Linked DNA regions of Mus musculus: region 1 is linked to region 2. Evidence: chromatin contacts called from public HiChIP or PLAC-seq data. All regions are on one chromosome and are shown on one strand. The core of a region is the stretch at or near the end of the contact, and the rest is flanking DNA. Distances in the headings are between cores, read along the strand shown. Region 1 overlaps Chuk (conserved helix-loop-helix ubiquitous kinase). Region 2 holds the start of Cwf19l1 (CWF19-like 1, cell cycle control (S. pombe)).

Region 1 (6,551 bases), core at 1,206-3,705, 50 kb after region 2:
CATGATTAGTAGATTGAGCTTTTAATGTTTTTGTTCAGTATTAGTATCTGTGGTTGACGTGGATTTAATGTAGTTTGGGAGGTGTGAAGGTGGATTTAAATCACCATAGCTCCTTCATGTAGAAGACCTCCCTTCCCGAGGCTAGGGCTCTACAGAGAGGAGAATGAAAGCCACTATTGGTTAAGCCTACGATCTAACTGCCCCTTTGTTACAGTGTTCAGATCTGTGCACACAGCTTATCCTGTGAAGCTGAGCTGCTGCTTTAGGAGATAGTAGCTACTTCTCAGAACCAGAAAAAACTGGGGGACGATGGAGGAGATGGAACTTGCTTTAAAGCTTGAAAGAAGTATAGAGTTTGGATTAGTAGAGAGAGAAGGCGTATTCTCGACTGGAAAGAAGCAAGGTTAAAATAAAGATGTACAGGAATAATCTCCAGTTCCTTGAGAGAAGCAGTCATGTCAGGCATACAGCCCTTACAGCTAGTCAGGTAGTAAATTCTTTTTAGCATCTATGGGGTTAATATTTGGAAAGGAACTCACAAAGAATGAAATATAATGTAGCTTACCTCCCTTAACACCATCTTACTTACAGTACAAGACAGCAAAATACAACTGCCAATTATACAGCTGCGGAAAGTATGGGCTGAAGCAGTGCACTACGTATCTGGGCTAAAGGAAGACTACAGCAGGCTCTTCCAGGGACAAAGAGCAGCAATGTAAGTGGATTGTTTTGAAGCGTAATGCCATGTGTATCATGTACTCAAGAATTATTCTTGCCAGGTTTCACTAGCAGGACTGTGTACAAACTAAAATATTGAGCATTAAATTTTTTTTAAAAAACCATGTGTTTATGTACATGTGAATGGGTGTGCATGTGGAAGCCAGAGGTTGATGTTGGGTATCTTTCCTTAGTGTTTTCTCACCTAAGTTTTGAGGCAGGATCTATTACTAAACCTGGAGCTCACTGAGTTAGACTGACTAGCCAGTGAGCTCGTAGGATCTGTGTCCCTCCCAAGCCTCTTAGTACTGGGGGTACAAGCACACTCTGTCATGTACTAAGCTGAGATAATCATGCGTGCAAGGCAAGCACTCTACCCACTGAGCTGTCACCCTGATAATAATCCTAACCAGACTTAGATTTCTTTCTTTCTTTTTTTTTTTTTTTTTTGTTTGTTTTTTTTTTGTTTTTTCGAGACAGGGTTTTTCTGTGTATCCCTGGCTGTCCTGGAACTCACTCTGTAGACCAGGCTGGCCTCGAACTCAGAAATTTGCCTCCCTCTGCCTCCCAAGTGCTGGGATTAAAGGCGTGCACCACCATTCCCGGCCAGACTTAGATTTCGTATTAATAGTGTAAAATCACTCAGCTGTAATGACTTGGAAGTAGTAGTTGCTGAGTGATCTTAGTTAAAGAAGGTTGTTTAATCACAGACTCCACAGGCAGGAAATAGGCCAGCTAGTTCTCTGAATTGATAATAGAAATTTAGGTTCTGGAGTTTGGATACTGTGTGTTTGCAAATTGTTATTCAATGTTTCTGAATGTTGATAATTTTGTTTTGTTTTGCTATGGCTTAGGTTAAGTCTTCTTAGATATAATGCTAACTTGACAAAAATGAAGAATACTTTGATCTCAGCATCACAGCAACTCAAAGCTAAATTGGAGTTTTTTCGAAAAAGCATTCAGCTTGACTTGGAGAGATATAGTGAGCAGATGACTTATGGGATATGTAAGTGTCGGGCTGTAACGTATTTGTAAGGATGTCCAGTCTCTCAAAACCATCTGCTCTTTGTTGACACATAGCCAGTTATTTAACTTCACAACAGAACAACACACAGGATAACTTAAGTCATCAAACTGTTTTTGTTTTGAGGGTTAGCTCATTTCATTCCTTAATTGAGCAACTTATTTCATAATTGTAATAGAATGACTTAACTCTAGAGAAGATGAATAAGAGACTTAAGACTATGAAATTTAAGTCTTATTTTAGGAAGGCACACCGAGTCTGTACTGGGATGACTTCTTAGCAGACACTGTACTGCAATGTGTGCTTCCCCCAATCGGGTACTGAAACCAAGAGCCTTGAGATAATGGTAGGAACTCTGGGAAATGATTAAGTCACAAAGGGACCTTCATGGATGAATTGTTTCCTTTAACAAAAGACTGAGATTCCTGCGCCCTTCCTGCCAGGAGAGGACACAAAAGGCAGCCATCTAGGAGCCAAATCTTCTTACTTTCCAACACTCAGAAATGAATTTCCATGGATATTTGCCACCTAGAGTACATTTGCCTTTGTTTTCTAGTTTTGTTCTAGCAGTGTAGCAGCCCAAATGGACTAACACAGCCAGGGGAATCTTAAATTAATCTGGTTTTCTGTTTAAAATATACATACATACATACATACATACATACATACATACATACATACATACGATTTCCAAGGTCCTGGTTTTTTCTGACCATCTGCTGTGGGGTTCAGGCTGCTGTTTCCTCCACACAGTACAACCTTAGCTTCCCTCAGATGTGTTACGGATTTATAAAGAGTTAAAATTCAAATAAACTGAGTTTTCTGATTTCATGAAACATCTCTTTTTTAAGGAAGTAGGTTCTGTTTATATTTGTATTTGACAAAGTTATGGATATCTCAGAATGTCCAGTTAGTGTCCAGTTAGTGATCAGAAGTGTCTAGTTAGTGAATATGTTTATCTTCCAGTGCTATTTCTTTGTTTGCATATTATAGGCATTCTTGTGAATGACAAAACATAATTATTTCATTAAGCATCTTTGACTTGTCATAGGCATACTGTACGACTAGTGAAGTACTAGTTAACATAGTGAAATAGATCTAGTTGTGCTGACACTAACATATCAGTAGAATATTTGACAGTGACTCTCTTGTTACTTTTCTCTTGTAGTGAACAAGGAACTTATAAAAGAAAGCATTTAGTCGGGGGTTGTTTACACAGGGTGAGCCCTTGACCAGCATGGTGACTGGCAGGCAGGCAGGCATGGCTCCAGCTGTAAGCTGAGTGCTTACATCTGATCCACAGGCAGGAGGCAGAGAGAGCAGACTGGGCCTAGCATGGGTTTCTGAAACTCAAAGCCCACTTCCACTGACAAATTTTCCAACAAGGCCGAACCTCCTAATTATTTCTAAACAGTTTACCACCCGGGAACCAAATATTCAAGTATATGAGCCTGTGGGGGCCATTCTCAGGAAACCACCACAGTGATAATTCAATTGTGAGGAAAGCATGCATAGATTAGGTTGTCTTGTGAGAGAATAGAGACTGTATCTTGTAACAGTCACTTTAGTGAGAACACTTGAGTAAAGGGACAGGCCTTTCTTTTTATACTTTTTATGTATTTTACAGTACTGGGAATTGAACCTAGTCCCTTGTGTTGTTTTTGATACAAGATCTTTATTTATGTTGTTTTGGGTGGCCTGGAATTGACTACATAGACCAGGCTGGCCTTGATCTCCCAGAGACCTGTCTGCTTCTGCATCCCAATCTGGCATGAAAACACGTGCAGCCAAACTCAAAGCCTTGTGTACACTAGGCAACTCCTCTACTACCAAGCAACATTCCTAGCCAACAATTAGCTTTCTGAAACCTGTTTATGTATTACTTTAAGATAAGTTTTTTGGAGGGGAAAAATATATATTATTCTCCTGTAACTTCCATAACAGCTCTGTGGCTTAAAACAGTATAGATGTAAAAGCTCAGAATTTCATGGCTAAAATCTAAAAATCAAGGTGCTAGCTATGCCTTGATTCTGGAAATTTGCAAAAACAGATGATTTGCTAGCTCTCCGGACGACCAGCCATGCTGACTGTCCTTCCTTCGGCTTCCCGCTTGACTTGTCATCACCATTCTCCTTTGTGTTTCTGTGTACCCCGCCTCCCCAAGACTGTTCTCTTAAGGACTCTGGAAAAGAGTCACACTGTGGGAAGGCCTAGCTTAGTCCAGTATGCGTACATACATAGGTGATTAACTTTATAAGTTGACTATTTCCGGTGAGGTAACCTTCTAAGGTATTGGGGCTTAGGAGTATAGGATGCCTATTTGGGTAAGACACTTTCAACCCATTATGTTTCTTTGATGTTGATAGACACAGCCAGGCTAATATCTAAAGATACCTTTTTTCTTCTTTTAGCTTCAGAAAAAATGTTAAAAGCATGGAAAGAAATGGAAGAAAAGGCCATTCACTATTCTGAGGTAAAATCATTGAACTCATTCTGTGTATTTAATGTCTCCAATTAGAAATTATCTTTTATTTTTGACATATAAAAAGTATTTATCTTTTCATTCCTGAAATTTAGAAAAATATCTTGTATTTGCTTTGAAAAGAGTGTGGAAGGTTATCATGGGCTATAAAACCAAAGGCATTGGTAGCATTAAACTCCAGTTTCTTTTATTTTGTGTGTGTGTGTGTGTGTGTGTGTGTGTGTGTGTGTGTGTGTGTGTATCTCCATATATGTGTGTGTATATGTATGTGTGTGTGTATGTATGTGTGTGCATATATATATTAGGGGCGCAGTCTTTTCTAATAGGCTTGTGAATATTAAATGGAAATCAGTAATGAGATGTATCATTAGTAATTTTTCTTACTGGTTTAAATAAGATGGCTTCACATCTAGTTTAAATGGGACAGTTCTATTTATACCTGCTGTCTTCTCATAATTATCAATAGTACTCTGCTTCATTCTCAAAACTATAAAGGTTTAGAGAACGTATCGCTCCTAAGGGAGGTACAGATAGATGGCATGTTCCTTTCTTCTCCTGGGTGTTCATGGCCTTGTGCTGTTGCTGCCCATGGTGCCAGTTCATACTTACACTGAGGATGTGAGTAGGCCAATTGGTATTGTGGAGCTGATATCACACAAAATGGCAGTGGTTTCAGTGGCCACTTAGTTTGTCTTGTGAATGGCACTTCTGTTGATTTTGCTTCTCCAGAGGCCAAAGCAAATGCTAGTAGTAGGTGACTATGGTTAGAAGGGAGAAATAGGAGTGTGTTTCTTTGTTTCTTTGTTGGTTTGTTTTGAGACAAGGTCTCACTGAATAGCCCTAGCTGGTCTGTAATTCACTATGTAGACCAAACTACCTTTGACTCACAGAGATAGATACATTTGCCTCTGCCTCCTGAGAGCTGGGATTAAGGGTGTCACCGTTGCACCTAGCATAAGGCATTTTTATATGAAAGACTGTCAAAAGCGTGATAAACCCCCACCATGGCTGAGGAGCAATTAGCAGTTATGGGAAGGAGAGTCAGTTTTCTTTAAGGATGTGGTCCCTAGTAGTTTGACTATGTCCTGTTGTGTGGCCTCACATTCTTTTTTTTTTTTTTTTTCGGTTTTTCAAGACAGGGTTTCTCTGTGTAGCCCTGGCTGTCCTAGAACTCACTCTGTAGACCAGGCTGGCCTCAAACTCAGAAATCCGCCTGCCTCTGCCTCCCGAGTGCTGGGATTAAAGGTGTGCACTACCACTGCATGGCCTCACATTCTTTAGTGTATATATGATCATCGCATATTGGACCCTGTGGATTATTTAAAAAAAAAAAAGACATGAAGTTGGGAGGGGCTAGAGGGGTAGATCTGTGAGGAGTTAGGGGGAATAGTGGGAGTAAATATCAAAATACATTATATATACCTATAAATTTCTCAAATTTTTAGTTGATTATTATTTAAATAGCTTTAACCAGTCTAGTGTGCTTTACACTGTAATCCCAGCACTCAGGAAAGCAAGACAGGAGAATTACAGGTTCAAGACTAGTCTAGCCTATATAATACAGCTGTCTCATTAAATAAACAGACAATTAGCTTTAACACAATTACCTTGTTGTAGTAAAATATTCAGTTCTACTGCTACAACAGCTTATGTTCTACCTTGTTCTATGTGGTAGTGAGCCTGTCATTGTCTTGGTTTGTGTCATATTTTAGGTTGGTGTCATTGGTTATCTTGAGGATCAAATTATGTCTTTGCACACTGAAATCATGGAGCTGCAGAAGAGCCCCTATGGACGACGCCAGGGAGACTTGATGGAGTCTCTGTAAGAATGTGTCTGTGCTATTGGTCTTGATTTTAGAATACTTTGTTTGTCCTTCCTACGTATATCTGGGTTTTTCTTACCTCTAATATATTCCTATGATATGATTTTCTTAAAAACATTCAATTATTTTGTTGGGAAGAGGTGACATGGAACACATCACATTGTACATGTAGAGATCAAAGGACAGAAGGTGGGGTGATAGTTCTCCCCTCCTACCATGGTGGGCCCAGGAATTGAACTCAGGTTCAAGCACCTTTACCTTCTGAGCCGTGTCTCCAGCCCTTAGAATATCTTAAAAGGAAGCTCTTTCTTAGTCATAGGGAGTTTGGGAAATAACTCTCTGGATTGTTATCTCCTCTGCGTGTGTGTTTAATGTATATTTAAATTACAAATGATTCCCCATTTTCTTCCCTTTTGGTCTAAGGGATAATCTCCTAACTCCTCTGTTGAGGCTAATTTCCTAAACATCTAACTAGAAACTTCAGATTTTTCTCTCTGATCACAAG
Region 2 (6,789 bases), core at 199-2,698:
TCCTACACTTACAGTGTAGTAAGCCATCTCTATGGATACATTTTTATTTTTAGAATTGATTTGATCCTATAGGAAAGTTGCAACAATAATACAGGCAAATTTCACAGACACATTTTCATATTTTACTGTTGTTTTCTCATCTCTGAAATCATATAGCTGTTCATATTAGCAAATCTGTCTTCAAGATTCAGTCTTGAAAGCCACTCCTGGAGTGTATCATCCAAAAAGTAAGAAAAAGGTTTAAGTTACCAACAAAGCAGGGGTATTAATATGTATGAGGCAAAGGATTTAATAACCCCCTCAAAAGCACTGCAGAAATTGTGAGAAAATTAGAGATTTGAGATTCTTTCTTAACAACTTGATTCTGGTAACTTGGGTTTCTTTCCTTGTCAGGACAGTCCTTTCCAGGTCCTTAGCAGGCTGTTGCTGGTTGGCTTGGCCCCTTCAGAAAAACCGACTTACCAAAAGCAAAGCAAAAAGAGACTAGAGATAGGACCCGATGAAAATGTGAAATTTGTTTAATCCCTGAATGAAAATAGTCCCCATGTATACAATCAATTACAGAGAACTAAACATTGTGTACATTAGGTCTTGTTACTGAATTAATTTAATTCTTTTTCAGTGTGCTAATATTAAGGTAACTTAAGGGAGGGTATTTTTATGTATTTGAGAGGTGCACACTGAGGTCTGCACTTCGCTTTCAGATAACTCAGTGAGAAGGACAGGGTTTGGGTACTGGGGGAGAAGTGAGCAAGAGAGAAAATGTAGCGACATGCCGATACACTGAATAGAAGCTATTCTTTCAATGTGTTAAAAAAAATTTAGGGGCTAGGGAGATGTCTCAGTCACCCATATAACAAATCATGAAGACTGGAATTCGCATCCCTAGTACCCATGTAAGTCTAGACAGGTAAGTTTCAGGTCCCACGGGGAATCCCAGCGTTCAGGAAGCAGAATTAGGGGATCTTTTGGGCAATATGGCTTCCTAGACTAGTCTAATCCAACGAACTCTGGGTTAAAATGATACCCTATCTCACTCAATAAGATTGGGAGCAATAGAAGAAGATTCCTATTCTTTCCACAGGAACCTGCATGCACACAAGCATGTCCCCCTCCCCCCAAATACAAACTAAAACAAAAACAAAAAACCCAGCCAGGGTTGGAAAGATCTTAAGAGCGCTAGCAGTCATGGGATCCATACAAACTCGCAGGCGCACAGTTCAATAATTCCAAATGTTTCTAAAACAAACAAAATAAGACACATTTTTTTTCTATTTTAATTCCTCCATCCTTTTCACTCCAGTTACCTTTCCTTAAATAAATAAATATAAATAAATAAATAAATAAATAAATAAATAAATAAATAAATAAATAAACGCGGAGAGATTTTTACCCCTCTACACGCCCCATAGCTAGGTGATTTCTATTGGCTGAGTGGTGTGACGTCATATTTCTGCGCCCCGGCGTTCCAACCTTGAGCGCGCGTTCGTGTTTCTAGCCTTTGGTGGCCGTCCCAGCCCTGGTTGTCATTCCCGATGGCTCAGAAGCCACTGCGTCTGTGAGTGACCTTGCATCGGTAGACTCAGGCACATAGGAGAAAGGGAGAGAGGCGGGCGGAGGAGTGGGGGGGTCTTTCTCCACACCGGAAGGGGAAGACGGAGGGGAGGTCGCAGGGCTGCTGGGAGCCGGAGTGGAGGCTTCCTGTTCTCGCCTCCCAGTTCATTTCGCCCTGGTGTCTTCAGAGTCTCTCTGGCAGAACTAAAAACTTGATGAGCCGGACTTCTTTTTCCTTAGGCCTAGTCTGCCTGGGACACACCATCTCCTTGTCGTTTCTCCCGGCGTCGCACGTATTGATTAGCCAAATACTTGCAGGCATGGGGTGCACGCATGGGTTTTGTCAGACAAGATGAGCATTGTCCTGTCCTCGCGTACTTTTGTTTGCGCGGTCGGTTAGCGAAGACATGACTTAATTTAGAAAGACTATTGTATTGAGCAGCGGACAAGCGTCGCACAAACCAGTTCCCGCCTTGATAGCTGATAGTCTAGACTAGAATAACACGTGTTAACGAATGCGGAAAATGTAGAGAAAGGGTTGATGGTTCTGGAGGGTATATAATAACGATATTTGGCTTAGTATAAGGAATTAAGGCTTTCATGAGAAAGTGAGGATTTTTTTTTTTTTTTGAAAGTGAGGATTTAACTCTGGCAAATATTATTGTATTTAACTCAGAGAAGACATTGAAACGTTTAAAAACTCCTTAGTGTGACCTAGTTTTTGTTATGGAAAGTGATCCTGCTTGAAAGTTGGGAAACAAATAAGAGCCGAAGTAGAAGGCAACAAGCATTAGGTAAAGCAATGTCAGAGAGAAAGTTCAGGAATGGATAGTCTGTTAAGCAGGTGGACTCACAGGGCCTGGTGATGTTTTGATGGTGAGAAACCTCCACTGTAAGGTCATAGATTTCTGTCTTCAGTCATTGGGATCAGAAAATGCTGAAAAGGGGCCCAGATCAGAGAGTGAATATGGATTGTACCTGTCAGGAATTGATAATCAACAGGGAACAAAAAGATGTTAGAGGCTCTCAAAGAATAAATTATACTGCATGATAGTTAGGACAGAATTTGTTCTGAAATGGTATATGGATTTCTGAGATTTTGAGAAAGTGGCTTTCTCAGCCCACCAGGAGGCTACAGAGACTCAGCCTTGATGGATGGAAAAGCCTTGAGGTTGAGCACAATGGGGCTCTTAGGAAAGAGAATTCCCTAGAGCCTAGCAGAGGCAGAGTGATCAATCTGCAGTTTGGGAGAGTTTAGTTAGGAAAACTTAGAGAAAGTACTGGGAAGACAGGCCAGAACCGGAGGAAAACTCTTTCTACAGGAAACGAGGCACTGTGTAATGTTTTTAGGAAGGAACATTAAACTGAAGCAGAGAAAGCACTATGGGGTCCATATAGTCTACCTTGCCTCCAAACCACATCAAGTAGGTTTCTCCGCCTCAGCCATTCCCTCTAAGTTGTTCAGATTTGTTTCCCTCCGTTCCTGCCTCTCCCTCATTTCCCATCCCGCTTCCCCACTTAGCTTGTCTTCAGACTTTAAGTTTCTCATCTGCTTTTCTCGTCCCTGTTTCCATTGGCCATTTCCTTGGTTAGCACTTTGATTGTAGTTTAACTGTTCCTCCAGACCGTCCTTTTCTGTTATTAGACGTATTGATGAAACATGTACAATCATATCCTTATGCTGCTTGAGACTGTTCAATGATAGGAACAATAAGAACAGAGAGATATACGACAATAGAGTCTATAGTATTTTGAGTTAAAAGATGTTACAAAAGTAAGTAAGGGCTGGTGAAATGGCCCAGTGAGTAGTGGCACTTCCTGCCATGCCTGGTGTCCTGAGTACAGTCCCTGATGACACACGTGGTGGAGAGAGGGAACTCTCTTTAGTGGTTCTCTGACCTTCACATGAACACCGACACATATACGCCCTCCCAATACAATACCTCCCCTAAAGTGAAAACAAACAAACGATGTAAGTCAGAATTGTACAAGTCAGAACTTAGATGTTAGAGCAAGTCACTTCACCACTTGGGACAGTCCCCCTCATCAACCTTCATGCTTGTCATTTTCTCCTCCCTGCCCTGTAACATGCTATGCTTGCCTCACAACATAGCCTTTTCCATATATGCTTGTGATTGGAGCCACCCGTCCCTTATTGTAAACTCTCTGAGGCTTTACATGAGTCCAAGTGCTTCTGTAATTCTAATGTGTTCTTAGGGTAGTATGTGACCATTGAGCTTTGCATAGTGTAGTTGTCCGGTTGGTGTTTGCTGAACGATGACTGAAGCCGTGTAGCAAGGCACACGCTGTGGAGGTGAGGAGAACAGAATGGGTGTGAAACATGGTTGGAGACTCACCTGGACTTAGATTAAATAAGGAATTAGCTGACTCTTAGTGACCAAGTTGGTGATAAACCCATCCACGAAATTTAAGAATCAGAAGAGGTTGGCTCAATTTTGAAGACACGAAAAGCAGATTTTTAGATATGGTGAGTTAGAGGTATTGGTGAGATATTCAGAAAAGTCTGCCTGGTAGCTCAGAGTAGTTGATATTGACCATAAGTCAGAAGATACCTGCTGGGACTAGTTCATAGCGCTAATCTAAAAAAACGAGTACATTTACACCAAGCCTAGCAGATCCATTTGTGTTTCCTGAATTGCTATAACGTTTATCTCTTGTTTGCAGCTTGGCCTGTGGAGATGTTGAAGGAAAGTTTGATGTTTTATTCAATAGAGTTCGGACAATTCAGAAGAAAAGTGGAAACTTTGATGTAAGATGATCATTTTTACTGAAATTTTACACTGTAGTCAAACATTAAAAGTACTGATTCTTTGTTAATTTTATGACTGACTTTCCCATTTTTTGTTAGGTTGTGGTTTTTATCCTTAATTACACTAAGTAGCTGTGGATTGATGGGAGGAGGGAGGCGGTCTATACTGTTCATCTCATTACTTTCTTACTGAACCAAAAACAAGCAAAGAAACACACTGAACAGAGCTAGCCAGTTCTGACACCTGGACTGATAAGCCCAGGTCTGCTTCACGGGTGTGCGCTCTGGATCAAATCAGATAACAGATGTGCAGGTCTTTACCAAAGAAAGAATGAGGAATGAGTGTTGTGTGTGCTTGCCACGTAGACTATGAGTCCCTAGGACACGGGAGGACTGTAGGGTTAGGGAGGACTTGTGCGTTGGGTTGAGGGATAAGTAAACACAGCAGCACATGTGGTGGGCTTCTGCCCTGTAGTTCTGAAGTCTAATACTGAAGTTTTGTATTTCACGGACTGATTCCTTCTGCATCTGTTTCAACACTGCTATGTATTCCAAGGAAGGAGGATAGAGAGGCCTTGGGAACCTTTGGAAAGCACATAAGTTCTGCCTTCTGAAAGCTCGTTTCCTTCACTTTCCCCCCACCCTCAATTTGGAGTGATTGACAGACAGTGCATCGAAGTTGAATAATTCATAGAATTATCGTTAATTAAATTAATGAAGAAATACTTGGTTTGAGACTATTAAATAGAGTAATTAGCTGAATATTACAGTCAATGTAATGTTTAATTTTTTTGTTTTGTTTTAATCTCATATATCTTTAAAAAACTCATTTTAGCTGCTGTTGTGTGTAGGAAACTTTTTTGGCTCTGCCCAGGATGCTGAGTGGGAGGAGTATAAGACCGGCAACAAGAAAGGTAGAGAAATTGCTGTTGTTTAATGCATGACTTCTAACAAAATCTCAGGGGCTGGGGTTGCTGTTGGGCCGTTTCTCACGTATTAGTTGCTGAAGATTTCTCTCTTGGCTGGCATAGCTGCTTTTGGGGAGTTTCTCTCTTGGTCTTGGTAGCACATGCGCATTATGCTAATACTTGAAAGGCTAAGATAGGAGCATCCTAGATCTGTGGCTGGCCAGCCTGGGCTACATGGTTAAAATAAAGGGAGTTATGTCCCTCTTAAACTCTGCATTGAGCAGAAAAGAATGCATATATATATATATATATATATATATATACATACATACATACACACACACACACATTGAGCATTTGAGATGGCATTCCTTTGGTCTGGTGACATCACTTAGTCGTGAAGCCGTGGGGTTGGATTAGGAATCCTTGGTGATGAGCGTGTTCCACATTTAGGCTGGCTGTGGAAGGAATGCACAGGCTCTTGACTTTTGCCATGACTATTTTTCCTGTGAGGAAACCTTTCTCAGTGTTCAGAGCAGATCCAGTAACCATATGGTGGCATGTCTGTTCCCCATTAGCTCCTATTCAGACATATGTGCTTGGTGCCAATAACGAGGAGACAGCAAACTATTTCCAGGGTGCTGATGGCTGTGAATTGGCTGAAAACATCACTTACCTGGGTAAGTCAAAAAAAATTTTGTAATGAATTTAGTAAAAAGAAAAAAATAGAGATTAATCTCAGGAAAAGTTTTGACTGGCTTCTTCTGCCATTACTACTTGAGAGAATAAGCATTTTGTTTTGTTTTTCCCTTTGGGGAATATTTTTCCTCACAGTCTGTGTCTAGAGCCCTTTAGACAGTGATATTTATTCCTCACGTTTCTCTGTTTCTCCTCAATCTTGTGTTCCTGAGCCCTGGACCAACCACCTTTTCAGCCAACCAGAGTGACCAGTCCCTTAAGCACTTAGGGTATACGTTACATTCAAATAAAAGAAACTCCGTCCTTACACTGACCTTGCTGGATGCTTATGCCTTACTTGATAATGTGGCTTCTAACTGGCTTTACTCTAGGCTCAGTCTAGGCTCTGGTGGCTCAGGTCTCTAGTGTCCATCACTGTGTTTTTCATCCCTTTTGTCTTTTTTTCTGTTTTAAGGAATACTCTTAATTCCAGCTCAAAGCTGCTCATAGCCCTCTACATTTCTTCAGTTTCAGGACAAAGACAGTTGTCAAGCTTTGCTGTTGTTCCCTCCCCACTGTCTGACTTAGTCTGCTGTGTACATGACATGATCGTTACTCAGCTCATTATAATCTAAAACAGCCCCTTCACAGTCTCTGTGGTCATGGATCTCAGAAAGCCCCTGGAGTTCCTTTGTTAGGAATGCCTTCTTCACCATTCCCACCATAGTCTGCCAGTGCCTCCGATCCTCTGTGCAGTTGTGGCCCTCACAGAAACAATTTTAGCTTTCTCCACTCCTGAGACTTCTTTAGGCAGGATGAATGTTGAGGAAAACTTTTATAATATGATTTAAGATTTATTATTATGTTGTTAGTTATGTC

The links. HiChIP or PLAC-seq counts read pairs in DNA pulled down with a chosen protein or histone mark.
Region 1: an H3K27ac HiChIP or PLAC-seq map of extraembryonic endoderm stem cells shows a contact between it and region 2. The contact joins the enhancer-like site here to the promoter of Cwf19l1 in region 2. A contact is called at or near these places in 3 of 39 promoter capture datasets (HPC-7-derived erythroid cells, embryonic stem cells and liver), 1 of 15 datasets of contacts at CTCF or cohesin (the NIH/3T3 cell line), 8 of 484 Hi-C or Micro-C datasets (the 63-12 cell line, the AML12 cell line, cardiomyocytes and 5 more), 4 of 115 datasets of contacts at active chromatin or transcription factors (the SCID.adh cell line, embryonic fibroblasts, embryonic stem cells and 1 more) and 3 of 9 other capture datasets (adipose tissue, liver and pancreatic islet).

Annotation. Positions count from the first base shown.
Region 1 is chr19:44,082,080-44,088,630 of GRCm38.p6, reverse strand. Chuk (conserved helix-loop-helix ubiquitous kinase) reads left to right here. Exons shown (of 21, transcript NM_007700.2): 12 at 592-715; 13 at 1,572-1,723; 14 at 4,153-4,214; 15 at 5,936-6,045. Among named protein-coding and RNA genes, the nearest start is that of Erlin1, 16 kb to the right of the region's middle. Within about 2 kb of position 2,455, at least 12 of the 459 cell types and tissues checked have an H3K27ac peak or open chromatin away from gene starts, as enhancers often do. A contact at or near this core is called in extraembryonic endoderm stem cells, where this site is marked.
Region 2 is chr19:44,130,535-44,137,323 of GRCm38.p6, reverse strand. Cwf19l1 (CWF19-like 1, cell cycle control (S. pombe)) reads left to right here and starts at 1,448. Exons shown (of 14, transcript NM_001081077.1): 1 at 1,448-1,558; 2 at 4,240-4,324; 3 at 5,160-5,238; 4 at 5,811-5,912. The coding sequence starts at 1,536.